3 separate regions of the Sus scrofa genome follow, and all the other regions are linked to region 1. The links are chromatin contacts, called in public HiChIP or PLAC-seq maps. All regions are on one chromosome and are shown on one strand. The core of a region is the stretch at or near the end of the contact, and the rest is flanking DNA. Distances in the headings are between cores, read along the strand shown.

What was found. HiChIP or PLAC-seq counts read pairs in DNA pulled down with a chosen protein or histone mark.
Region 2: an H3K27ac HiChIP or PLAC-seq map of alveolar macrophages shows a contact between it and region 1. The contact joins the promoter of NOTCH4 here to the promoter of ATF6B in region 1. A contact is called at or near these places in 2 of 47 Hi-C or Micro-C datasets (fetal liver and liver) and 1 of 2 datasets of contacts at active chromatin or transcription factors (alveolar macrophages).
Region 3: an H3K27ac HiChIP or PLAC-seq map of alveolar macrophages shows a contact between it and region 1. The contact joins the promoter of SKIV2L here to the promoter of ATF6B in region 1. A contact is called at or near these places in 4 of 5 promoter capture datasets (fetal skeletal muscle, liver and skeletal muscle), 5 of 47 Hi-C or Micro-C datasets (blood, heart right ventricle, skeletal muscle and 1 more) and 1 of 2 datasets of contacts at active chromatin or transcription factors (alveolar macrophages).

Annotation. Positions count from the first base shown.
Region 1 is chr7:24,169,613-24,173,672 of Sscrofa11.1, reverse strand. It overlaps ATF6B (activating transcription factor 6 beta), which reads left to right and starts at 1,942. Exons shown (of 18, transcript NM_001123103.1): 1 at 1,942-2,069; 2 at 2,448-2,527; 3 at 2,674-2,752; 4 at 2,994-3,085. The coding sequence starts at 1,988. It overlaps FKBPL (FK506 binding protein like), which reads left to right and starts at 363. Exons shown (of 1, transcript NM_001128485.1): 1 at 363-1,412. The coding sequence starts at 363. The coding sequence ends at 1,412.
Region 2 is chr7:24,254,983-24,259,529 of Sscrofa11.1, reverse strand. It overlaps NOTCH4 (notch 4), which reads left to right and starts at 3,249. Exons shown (of 31, transcript NM_001123147.1): 1 at 3,249-3,458; 2 at 4,254-4,335; 3 at 4,507-4,547. The coding sequence starts at 3,389.
Region 3 is chr7:24,044,139-24,048,368 of Sscrofa11.1, reverse strand. It overlaps SKIV2L (Ski2 like RNA helicase), which reads right to left and starts at 1,353. Exons shown (of 28, transcript NM_001101817.1): 1 at 1,241-1,353; 2 at 1,059-1,162; 3 at 266-375; 4 at 55-172. The coding sequence starts at 1,262. It overlaps NELFE (negative elongation factor complex member E), which reads left to right and starts at 1,468. Exons shown (of 11, transcript NM_001101825.1): 1 at 1,468-1,544; 2 at 1,984-2,066; 3 at 3,769-3,838; 4 at 3,940-4,085. The coding sequence starts at 1,992.

The DNA.
Region 1 (4,060 bases), core at 693-3,192:
CGGGCTACCGCCACCAGGAGAGGCACTTCGGCCGCCCAGGTACTTTTTGACTCGCTCGGGTATCCGTAGTTGGGACAGTGGCTCAAGCCGCGGGAATTGTGGAACTTATAGTTCGAATTAGTTCGGGGTTGGGAGGTAGGCTCGAATCCGACAGAGATTTTGAGGAGGGGGGAAAAAAAAGAGAGAACTTTAAGGACCGGAGGCCTGGATCCCAGAAGGACAGAAAAGAAGTCTAAATAAGATTCCTGCCAATAGCATTGTTTTGATTTTTTTTTCTTTTTTAATCAGGTGCTGATCTGAATCTGATCCATACCTTTCTGACCAAAACTGTTTACCCACGGTGGAAGGGACTGGGTACCCAAATGGAGACGCCACCAGTCAGTCCACTGGGAGAGAAGAACATTTCTCAACCGCAACAACGATGGAAAAAGAACTCCCAGAAGATCCTTGATTCAACTACTCAGATTAGGCAGCAGCCCCAAGACCCTTCTACTGAACTTCTTGAGGGGAGAGTGAGCCCAGATCCAGCCGGCCAAATTCTAGAAAATCTTCAAGAAATTGAAAAGCTGGCCGTTGGACGTGAAGGAGATTCTGATAAATCTCATGGACCAGCCAGTGAGATGCCAGAGCCCCTTCAAGCTTCTGAACTCTGGTACTGCCCCGATGGGAGCTTTGTCAAAAAGATCCTAATCCATGGCCACGGCTTGGACAAACCCAAGCTGGGCTCCCGCTGCCGGGTACAGGTTTTGGGATTTCCTTTGGGGTCAGGGCTGCCAGAGGGCTGGACAGAGCTAACTATGGGGTTAGGCCCATGGAGGGAGGAAACTTGGGGAGAGCTTGTAGAGAAGTGCTTGGAGTCCATGTGTCAAGGTGAGGAGGCAGAACTTCAGCTCCCTGGGCGCTCTGGACCTCCTGTCAGGCTCAAACTGGCCTCCTTCACTCAAGGCCGGGACTCCTGGGAGCTAGAGCCCACCGAAAAGGAGGCCCTGGCCAGGGAAGAACGTGCACGGGGCACAGAATTATTTAGAGCTGGGAACCCTGAAGGGGCTGCCCGATGCTATGGACGGGCTCTTCGGCTGCTGCTGACTTTACCTCCACCTGGCTCTCCAGAACGAACTGTCCTTCATGCCAATCTGGCTGCCTGTCAGTTGCTGCTAGGGCAGCCCCATTTGGCAGCCCAGAGCTGTGACCGGGTGCTGGAGCGGGAGCCTGGCCATTTAAAGGCCTTGTACCGAAGGGGGGTTGCCCAGGCTGCTCTTGGGAACCTGGACAAAGCAACTGCTGACCTCAAGAAAGTGCTGGCAGTAGACCCCAAAAATCGGGCAGCCCAGGAGGAGCTGGGAAAGGTGATCATTCAAGGGAAGAAACAAGATGCAGGACTGGCTCAGGGACTGCGCAAGATGTTTGGCTAATTAAAAGTTAAACCTTAAAAGAGACAGGAACCTGTGAATTGTGGTCTATGTTGTGAGTTTTGGGGGGAGGGGCCAGTGGGAGGATTTCACCCACATACTTTTACCAGCTTTTGCCTTCCTAGGGAAGGTAGCAGTGGTCTTAGTGTATGTACCTCTTTACCGTTTTACCATGAAAAAGCCTTATGGTCACGTGTGGTATATTTTGCGGGGCTTATCTATCTCCAAAGATGAACACAAGCTATCTAAACTTCTAAATTCAGTACTGTTTGGGGGAGACGGCGAACCTTCAAAACCCGGTACCTACGTTTCCTAGGCGCTTTCAGGCTGGGTCCGGCTTGGCGCACGCGCAAACTTCACTGCCTGGTATTGCGGAGGTGCTAGCCTCCGGGGCGCTCCTATTGGCCGGTCCTATACAGCCACCGCCTATATTGTCTCACGTGCTCAATACCCAGGTCTCTTACTGGTTGGGAGAGCTTCCGGGGCGTTCCCCCACTTTTGAGGAGCCAGCCGATTAGTTGATGATGGGAGAGGCGGGCCTTGGGAACTGTCTCGTGGTTGGGGGGTGGGGGGGAAAGATGGCGGAGCTGATGCTCCTCAGCGAGATTGCGGACCCGACGCGTTTTTTCACCGACAACTTGCTGAGCCCGGAGGACTGGGGTGTGCGGAGTGAGGCCTCGGGGAGGGGAGGGGGCTGTGGCATATTGTGCCCCTGAGGCACGCAGGAGGAAGCGGAGGCCCAAAGAGGAAGGCTGGACAGATACGGAATCCATCATTCTGAGGAAGGCGGAACAGGGGGGCTGGTGGTGCTTTCGGGGAGATGCGGGAGTTGGGGCAGACCTCCCCTCCCTGCGGAAATATGGAGTTGTTCCGGGGTCGGGGAAGGAGGGGCTGGAGTTCTCTGGCTGGATCACTTTTCAAGTGGGCGGGCGGTGGATCTGGCCGCGCAGAGGCAGTGAGCGACGGGGCGAGGGCTGTTGTGGGGTTCCGAAGGCTGCGCTAGCGGACGACTCCGCTGACCCTCCGCCCCTCTTGCAGACAGCACCTTGTACGCCGGCCTGGATGAAGTGGCCGAGGAGCCGACGCAGCTTTTCCGTTGCCCGGAGGAAGATGTCCCGGTATCGCTCCCCGGGCCTTGGCCTTGACTCTTACCCTTGGTGGGTGGAAGTGGTCTCAGAACTGGGGCTTATCCCCAGGCCAGAGCTCATCCGGAGCCATCCCTTCAGCCTCACACTCCTGCCATCTAATACCCTCTCCTGTTCAGTTTGGCAGCAGCTCCCTGGACTTGGGGATGGATGTCAGCCCTCCCGAACCCCCCTGGGACCCTCTGCCTATCTTCCCAGGTAAGATACCCTTTGTGATTCCCTCATCCTTTCAGAAACCGTTATCTTCCCATTGTTTCCCAGCAACTATGCAGTTCCTCGTTTTCTCACACGAGTGCCCGTGTACTCCCCCCTTTTGATCTCTTATGTGTGCTCCTTCCTCCTCACCCCAGTGAGGGGCTCTTACCCCATGTCCTTGGGTACTTTTCAAACTTTTGTCAGGCTCTGCTTCCCGGTTATTTTCTTACTCTTTTCCCCCCAGATCTTCAGGTGAAGTCTGAGCCATCCTCCCCCTGCTCTTCCTCCTCCCTCAGCTCTGAAGCATCACATCTTTCCACAGAGCCCTCCAGCCAGGTGAGAGAGTCTTGTCCCTCCTACTTTCTGTGGCAGGGACTCTCCTCCCATCCCTTCACCTATAGATGCTGGTGGAATGATTTGTGTGTTATGAGTCCCGGTTGGGGGGGGGGGCTTCTTTTGTGCATTTGCAATTTCTTTCATATCCTCATTTTCACATCACCACTCTGGTTGTCTAGAACTGAAGATGGAGTTTCTTTTTTTTTTTTTCTGTCTTTTGTCCTTTTTAGGGCCGCACCTGCAGCATATGGAGGTTCCCAGGCTAAGGGTCTAATTGGAACTGTAGCCGCCGGCCTACGTGAGAGCCACAGCAATGCCAGATCTGAGCGTGTCTGTGATCTACACCACAGCTCATGGCAACACCAGATCCTCAATCCACTGAGCGAGGCCGGGGATCGAACCTGCTACCTCATGGCTCCTAATCAGATTCGTTTCCACTGCGCCACAATGGGAACTCTGGAGTTTCTGATACACAGAAATAGGTGGCAGACATGGTGGGGCTGAGAAGAAAAGGATTGTTAACTCCTGAGTATTCTGGAACTGTTTTGCTTTTGCTTTTAGGGCTGCATGTGGGGCATATGGAAGTTCCCAGGCTAGAGGTTGAATCAGAGCTGCACCTGCCGGCCTACACCACAGCCACAGCAGCTCGGAATCTGAGCTGCATCTGTGACCTACACGGCAGCTTATGGCCACATCAGATCCTTAACCCACTGGGCAAGGCCAGGGATTGAACCCGCATCCTCATGGATACTAGTTGGGTTCATTACAACTGAGCCACAATAGGAACTCCTCTGGAACTGTTCTTGACGCAATTGTCCACTCTAAGGCAGTATTTGAAATATGAGACTTTGTCACCTCCCCCAAGAATAAAGTAGAAAGGGAGAACAAGGGGCCGGGGGCAGCTTAGGGAGAATGGTGAATACCATTCAAACCAGAATGTCAAGTAATGGGTGGCTTCTTAGCGCTAAAGCTCTT
Region 2 (4,547 bases), core at 2,000-4,499, 85 kb before region 1:
TGGGTTAAGGATCCGGCGTTGCAGGTGAGCTGTGGTGTAGGTTGACGACACGGCTCAGATCCTCAGTTGCTGTGGCTGTGGCGTAGCCCGGGAACCTCTAGCCCGGGAATTTCCATAGGCTGCGGGTGTGGCCCTAAAAAGACAAAAAAGAGGAAGAAGAAAAAGGGAGGTTGGGAGTTCCCATAGTGGCGCAGTGGTTAACGAATCCGACTAGGAACCATGAGGTTGCGGGTTCCATCCCTGGCCTTGCTCAGTGGGTTAACGATCCGGCGTTGCCTGTGAGCTGTGGTGTAGGTTGCAGACGCGGCTCGGATCCCGCGTTGCTGTGGTCTGGCGTAGGCTGGCGGCTACAGCTCCGATTCAGCCCCTAGCCTGGGAACCTCCATATGCCGCGAGAGCAGCCCAAAGAAATAGCAAAAAGACAAAAAAAAAAAAAAAAAAAAAAAAAAAAAGAAAAAGGGAGGTTGACTTACAAGTACATTTATGTCCTAATTCTTCTCAGAGCCATATTTTAAAACGCTTTTTTCATTTAAGGCCTTAACGGCAGCATATGAAAGTTCCCAGGCCAGGGACTGAATCCTCACTGCCCCAGATCCTTTAATACACTGCACTGGGCTGGGGATCGAACTCACACCTTCACAGTGCCCCAAGCCAAGGCAGTTCAGATTCTTAACTCACTGTGTGTGCCACAGTTCGAATTCCTCAAAGCCAAAATTTTTTTTGAAGTCTATCCTTTGACCATTTGACTTAGCAGCCTCCATTCAAAGAATTTAGCCTAAGGAAATAGACAGTGACTCAAATACGTATGTTCAAAAATATTTATTGCAGCATAGTTGATGATATTTTTAAAGACCGAGCTCCACCTAAGTGTCCTACAGTTGAAATTGGTTTCAGTGAACTAGGGCTCACCAAACAGTGGAATACTATTCAACCATTAAGAATGAGGTTTGTGAGTTCCTCTTGTGGTTCAGCTGAAACAAATCCGACTAGTATCCATGAGGATGCAGGTTCAATCTCTGGGCTTGCTCAGCGGGTTAGGGATCCAGTGTTGCTGTGAGCTGTGGTGCAGTTGCAGATGAGGCTCAGATTCCACACAGCTGTGGTTGTGGTGTGGGCCTCGCGCTGTGGCTGTGGTGTAGGCCAGCAGCTATAGTTCCGATTTGACCCCTAGCCTAGGAACCTCCATGTGTCATTCATGAGTGTGGCCCTAAAACGCCAAAAAAAAAAAAAGATGATGTTGGGAGTTCCCGTTGTGATGCAATGGGATCAGTGGTATCTCTGCAGGACCAGAACACAGGTTTGATCCCCAGGCCGGCAGAGAGGGTTAAAGATCTGATATTGCCACAGCTGCAGTGTAAGTCACAACTGAGGCTCAGATCTGATCCCTCACCCGGGAGCTCCATATGCCACAGAGGGACTGAAAAAAAAGAAAGAAAAAGAAAAAAAAAATGCTGTTGGCTCCTGATGTGATGGGTTGAGAACAAAACACCACTTCTGTGGTATTCCTGGTGAAAAATGCATAAACTGAAGAAGCATCATCAGATCTGCCTAAATTTAGGATGAGTCTGCAAAACCTGTACTCTTCAAATGTGTCAATGTAATGAAAGGCGAAATGAGTCTAAGGAACTGTGTCTTTTTTTCTTGTTAAAATAAAGGAGACTGAAAAGACAACACAAATAAACGCAATGCAGGATCCTGGATTAGGTAGATCCTGGACCAAGAAAATAATCATTACAAAGGATATTATGGGGCAATTGGCAAATTTTGAATGTGGACTGTAGATTAGACAATGGTATTGTATCCATCTAAGTTTCCTGATTTCTATGGTCGTGTTTGGTTATGTAAATGAAGGTTCTTGTTCTTAGGAAATTCACGCTGACACTTAGAAAGAACAGATGTATGTGTGCTGTTTACTCTCAAATGGTTTAGAAAAAATACTAACGTGTATTTAGAGAAATAATGATAAAGCAAATATGGTCAAATGATAGTAATTGGTGAATCTGAACAGAGAGTATCCTGGAATTATTTTTGGTACTCTTGTCTCTTTTCTGTGAGTTTTAAATTATTTCGAAATAAAAAGTTAATTTGGAAAAAAAAAAACTGGAGTTCCCATCTTGGCTCAGGGATTAACAAACCCGACTAGTATCCATGAGGACGCGGGTTCGATTCCTGGCCTCGCTCAGTGGGTTAAGGATCCGGCATTGCTGTGAGCTGTGTTGTAGGTCACAGACATGGCCCGGATCCAGGGTTGCTATGGCTGTGGCATAGGCTGGCAGCTACAGCTCTGATTAGATCCTTAGCCTGGGAACTTCCATATGCCACAGGTATGGCCCTAAAAAGCAAAAAGAAAAAGAAAAGGGGGAAAAAAAGGAAAAAAGAATAGTGCTAGCAAAGTACATTCACTGGTGGAGAAGGCTGAGCTGTGAGTGCCTCAATGGCTGGGGCTGTGGGCACAGCGGTGGATGACACCTCCAGCCATCCCAGACTCTCAGAGAAGAACTGGGTGTGTGGCAACCCCAAAGCTGTCCTGGGTTGGGTTGGATGAGTCAGGTTGTGAATTGTCTTTTGTGATTTTATTTACTCTGATTTTTAATACAATGACTGACATTCCTTGTGTCCCAGGGACCCCTGGGGTGGAGAGAGGGAGACGTGGCAGGAGAGGAACCTATCCAAATGCAGTGTCTGCTAAGGATAATTCAGACTTATCATCGGTGATGATCTTACACGGTCCCCTTCAAAAGAAAGCCAAGATCCCCCTAAATCAGCCCAGCATCTTGCCCATTCCTCCCAAAGGAGAAAATTAAGTCCCCAGCAAGGGTCAAGACAGAGACCCAGAAATCCCCTGACTTCTTTCTGCCAAGATTAGTGGTTTCAATGTATAGAAAGGAGCAGATTCTCTGAAAAGCATCTGCACTGACCTTACAAAACATGCACCCTCTCCTTGCAAGAGGACGAGCTCTCTCATCACCCTAGGCCTCTGTTCCCAGGTCCTGCCCCACCCCTCCAGGGCAGGAGGAGAAAGGAGAGACCTCGCCAACCGGAGAAGGGGCTGGACCGCTCCCAGAGCCCCCACCTGCCCAGCTCTCCCCTTCTACCACCTGCTCCAACCAGGCTGTCCTTCTTCCTCGCCAGCTCCCCAGGGGTTGTCAAGGACAGAAGGCCCCTCCCTCATCCCCCTCAATGTTCCTCCACTCCCCACCCCCCAGCACTAGGGTGTCCAGGACATTGTGTGACTCAGGAAACAGCTCAGACGTGAGGTTCGCTGCTTGCCGAGGAAGAGGAAGAAAGGGCCTTGGAGCAGAGGAGGTGGTTGTTGCCTCGGGGAGGGCTCTGGGGGTCCCGGCTGGAGGAGGCAGAGGGCGTCCGGGCTGGGGGCAGGAGCTCTGGAATGCGGCCCCCTTCACTGCTGCTGCCTCCGCTGCTGCTCCTGCTGTGTCGGCCTGTCGTCCAGTCTAGAGGTGAGGCGTGGGGAGGGAGAGGTGAGGGGACCTATCTTCCTCAGGAGGATGTCCGGTGGGTTGAGGACAGAGGGCCGAGACCCAGGCTTTGAGGCCACACTGGAGGGGGAGCTTCTCAGCCCCCACATGGGGCAGCCGGCAGGGAGAGATGGCTCTGCCCCTGCAGCGACACAGACCAAGGCTACCGGCCTTGCGTCAGGCGTGGTGACCGTAGGGGGGGATGGGTGGGAGAGTGCCCACCCCCACGGAGAACCCGGTTGGCCCTGGAGCTGGGGGACAGCGTACTCTTGCAATCATGTTTAGGAAGACAAGAAAAAGAGTGAGCACCTGCTAGGGGAAGAGATAAGAGGGCATCAGGAGATGGAGACATGGGAAGGGAAGGTCAAGGGCCCAGCAAGTCCCTTTCCCAGTCCAGCTGTCCCTACCCCCACCCACCACAGCTCAGTACTGGGCCCTTCCGGGAGGAAATCCCTTCAATGTTGCAGCCATTCACCTCCCTGGAGTCCCCTCAGCCCCCCTCCTGATCCCTGTTGTCTTGCTTCCGAGGGATAGAGCCTGAAGCTGGACTTGGGAGGCCAGAGAATAAACAGGAAAGGAGGGGTGGGAATTAGTAACTCAGAGCCTGGGATCTAGGGGCTGGGGAGCCAGCTCCACGTGGGGACTAGGAGCGGGGTATAATGGCAATGGGATTCAGAGCACATGCATGAGGCCACACCAGCAGGTCCCCCCGGAGCCTCCAGAGGAGGAAAAGTGGAGTGTGGTACCCCCCCATCTCATCCTCATCTCCACCCCTAGGGCTGCAGTGTGGGAGTTTCCCAGGACCCTGTGCCAACGGAGGCACCTGCCTGAGCCCACCTCAGGGGCAAGGGACCTGCCAGTGAGTGTACCTCGTGGGAGTGGGAGAAAGGGAGTTGGGGGCAGGGGGAGGTGAGAAGAAAGGAGAATGGGAGGAGGTGAAGCGGATGGTGGGAAACAAAAGAAGGCAAAGGAGGGAGAGAGGAGGCAGAGGGGCCGGAACTTGAGTTCTCCTCTCTCCTCCCCTGTCCAGGTGTGCCCCTGGCTTCCTGGGAGAGACGTGCCAGTTTCCTG
Region 3 (4,230 bases), core at 104-2,603, 120 kb after region 1:
CACCCCACCCCCCCCACTTCCCAACTCTGCTTCTTGTGGCCCCTGACCTCTTACCTCCTTGTAGCCTAGTATCTGGCCTGTGGTTGGGTGTCTTTGGGCCTGCAGGTCGGAGGGGACTGGGGCCCCCAGTGCGGCCAGGAGAGACCAGGGATCCATCTTCCTCTGCCATTTTCTGGACAGAAAGAAATTTTCAGCTCTTTCTCCTCTGTCTCAACTTCCTTCAGGAACCCATTTCCCCTAGTCCAGGCCCCTCTAGACTCCTCACCGGGCTGAGTGCTCCACACCATGCAGAGGCAGCCAGGCTGGAGAGGACAGAAACAACTGTTCTGCTTCTTGCTGCAGATCTGGGGCACAGGGTGGGAGGCCGTGGGGAAGCTGGAACAGGGCAAGACGAGAGGCATGAGGCAAGGAAAGAGAGTAAGACACAGACAAAAGAGATGGTGACGGGCTTCATGTTTAGATCAGAAATGGTAGGTGTCCCATACAGGCTAGGACAATTAGGCTGAAGCAATAGTTTCCAAAGGTTGTCCTACTTTATAGGAAAAACTGACCTGCAACTGAATTATCTGGAGAGCTGTTTAATAATATAGATTTTGGATTAAAGAATTTCTGGAGATGGACCTAAGAATTTCTAATTTAGGAAAGCTCCCCCTCTAATCATGAGGCACACAGATTCTGATAATCACTAGTTTTAGGAAAAGGAGCCCCAGACCTAAGGATGAAAAACCGAAGGTGCTCAAGGGCTGACCTATCAGCCACCAACAAGTGCCCTGGTGCTTGGAGACAGAAGAAGATGCCAGGGAGAAAAGACCCACTGGAAAGAGCAGTTCTCAGAGCTAAAGTTATCCCCAGGGCTCCCTGCTCTGTCTTCTCATGGGCTCTGACGCACTGCAGGTCGACTGGGTTGGGATCCATCCCGCACCAGTCCAAAGCTGGGATGACAGGTGTCCAGAGACAGGTGAGCCAGGTCAGGTTAGACCCTACTGTGAGAAGGCTGAAAGGGGTTTTAAGCCCTATTAATAAGGGTCAAGGTTAGGTTAGAGCTAAAAGTCACTCACGGTGCTCTCTGGAGCCCCAGGCACATTCAGCAGCTCCCAGCGCCCGGTACATCCTAGCTCCAAGGCGCGGAGGGGCAGATCCAGGGGATCTGGGGTAGGCAGCACTATGGGAGGAAAATCACAGGTCAGGGGTCAAGGGTCATTCCCTGTCTCCTCCTCCTTCCCACCTTCTGCCCCCTCACCGAGTCGCTCCGTCTCCATCATCCTGGAGCCACGGTAGCTGCCGGGCAGCCCGGAAGTGTAGGGAGGAGCCGAAACCCGCGGAACTAGCGGCGACTTCCGGAACACACCCCGCTGGGGGCGGGGACGAGCACTACCGAGGGGCGGAACCCAAGCTGGTGGGAGGCCGGACGGAAGTGTGCGCGCCGCGAGCCGCCTTGGTTACCGCGGTCTCCGCCCCTCGCTACGTCATCGCTCCGAGCCAGCGATCCGCTGCCCGCGCGGGCGCCGCCCGAGACCGTGGGGCTCCGGTTGCCGCCCCCTCAGGTAAGGCCTTCTCCGTCTCACCCTTCGCCCCTTTTTTCCGAGCTCCTTCTCTCTTCTTGCCCTGTTCGTTGCTCTGAGAGCGCTGCGCGGGTTCCACTGCCTCCTCTGCTTTTCGGACCCTGCGAATGCCATACTAACCCCAGCGAGGTAGGGGGGGTCTGGTGCCATCGTCTTCGCGACGGAGGGGGTGTTTCTCCCTTCCTGGGCTACGTGGTGCCCCAAGGCGCTGGTATCCGTGATTCCCGGAGAGAGAAGGGAATGCTGGTTGATCCCGACGAGCGGGGGCTTGGACGGCAGCTGGTTTAAGCAAGGGGTAGGGAGAGGCAAAAGACAGGAGTAGGCAGGCCTGGAGGGGTGGGATTGGGTGCAGTGTGGACGGCGTGTGACCCCTGGGCGGTGACAGTGGAGAAAGATGTCTTGGGCCCTGCCCCTGAACCAGGAGCCACCATGTTGGTGATACCCCCCGGACTGAGCGAGGAGGAGGAGGCTCTGCAGAAGAAATTCAACAAACTCAAGAAAAAGGTGAGGGAGTGTGTGTGGGCATGGCCCAAACTTTCAAAGACTCTACACTGAGAACACCTGGGGTGAGTGTGAGGGGATGGGGGGGTGGGGGTTCTTCTAGCTCATACCTAGAGACATGGCACCTCTCAGTGTCCCTTCATGGGTGGACTTTCTCAAGGTGGATACTTGCTTTTCTCTCTTTTCTGTATAGTCTGCCATGGAGGTGTCTTCCTTTCCTCCGGCTTTTAGTACCACCTAAGAACTGGTGATCCCAGGCTTGGTTTTTTTTAGTTCCATCTGTATCTTGCCAATAACCTTCATATATTGCCGCTCTGGTCTTACCTATTCTAATCTTGGTCTTCCAAATAGGACTGACTCCATTCACTTCTCCCGCTGTTTGGAATCCAGATCTCGTCTCTGTCTTATTTGCGTAGCCAAATGTTTGCCGAGTCGTCTTGATTCCTCCTTTGAAGTAACTTCTTCTGTTTACTCCTTCCTGTGTATTCTCGCAGTCAGGCCTTTGCTGATGCTCACCTAGACTGTTGTAATCGTCTCTCAGCAAGTTTCTTTTTTCGACAGACTTTTTTACTTCTATTAAAATGGTGCTTTGAAAACAGAAAACACTGTCCTTCTTTTTCTCAAAAGCCAGTGGTTTCACATTGTCTATAAAAGAGCCTTAATTTGGCAGCCCTTCCTCGTCAAATAGAACTATTCCTGGGAGTTCCCGTCGTGGCGCAGTGGTTAACGAATCCAACTAGGAACCATGAGGTTTCGGGTTCGGTCCCTGCCCTTGCTCAGTGGGTTAACGATCCGGCGTTGCCGTGAGCTGTGGTGTAGGTTGCAGACGCGGCTCGGATCCTGCGTTGCTGTGGCTCAGGCGTAGGCCGGTGGCTACAGCTCCGACTCAACCCCTAGCCTGGGAACCTCCATATGCCGAGGGAGCGGCCCAAGAAATAGCAACAACAACAACAACAACAACAAAAAGACAAAAAAAAAAAAAAAAAAAAAGAACTATTCCTTAATCCCAAAACACACACACATACACACACACACACACACACACACACACACACACACACCCAGAGTCTTATCTCTGCATCTTTGCCGCCTTGTTTTCTTTGTCTAAAATGCCTTTTCTTTTCTGTATGTTATTGTAGATTCTATCCAGGGCTCAGTTTAATGTGGGCATCAGGAAGGTCTTACTTGCTCTCAGCTATAGTCTACACTTCTTTAATCAGTCTTGACAATTTAGTCTGGTCATCTTATTTCTCAAACTCTAAGCTTCTTGAGGGGAGGATTTCCGTCTCATACTTCTGCATAGACCTGTTACAGAAATTCCTAGTGATGCTCTTTCTGATTAAACGTTTAGGGGGCGGACAGGTGAAGCCCCCAAGAAGGCATGGAGACTTACACTTAATTGCAGCTTGTATCTGCAGACTCTGGTCTATGATTAAACCCCTTGTCTTCGACTTGAGAAACGTGAGACTCTGGAAAGCCTCTGGATACTGTGGTTTGAATAGATTAGGTGTTGTTAGCATTGTAGATGCTCTGGGGGACCATATGTGAGAGGCAGGGCTGCCTCAGTGTGCCACTCTAGGGGCACCATTTGCATTATTTTCTCTGAGAAAGTTGTCCCCTGGAGTGATGTGCCCAGGGGCCTTGGGAGAGGACCTGGGCAGGGACTGGCCCTCACTGACCCCTCTCTTCTCACTCTCATTCCCAGAAAAAGGCATTGCTGGCTCTGAAGAAGCAAAGCAGCAGCAGCACTGCCAGCCAAGGTGGTGTCAAACGCTGTGAGTGACAGGGGAAGTGGGGATAGACCGGAAGTGAGGAGCCCAGGCCGACCTCTGTCACAGCCTGGCCAACACAAAGCCTCTTTCCCCCGCCACTCCAGCTCTGTCAGAGCAGCCCGTGGTGGACACGGCCACAGCAACTGAGCAAGCAAAGCAGCTGGTGAAGTCAGGAGCCATCAGTGCCATCAAGGCCGAGACCAAGAACTCGGGCTTCAAACGTTCTCGAACTCTAGAGGGGAAGTTAAAGGTGAGCACAGGGAGAAAGATGGTTCAGGGCATCCGTGACTTCAGAGGGATCCTGCCAAGTTGGAACAGAGGTAGGTTTAGGGGGAAAGTAATGCTGGTTCAGTCCTGGGCAATTGCTCTGCCATTCTGAGCTTCAGGTTTCTTAC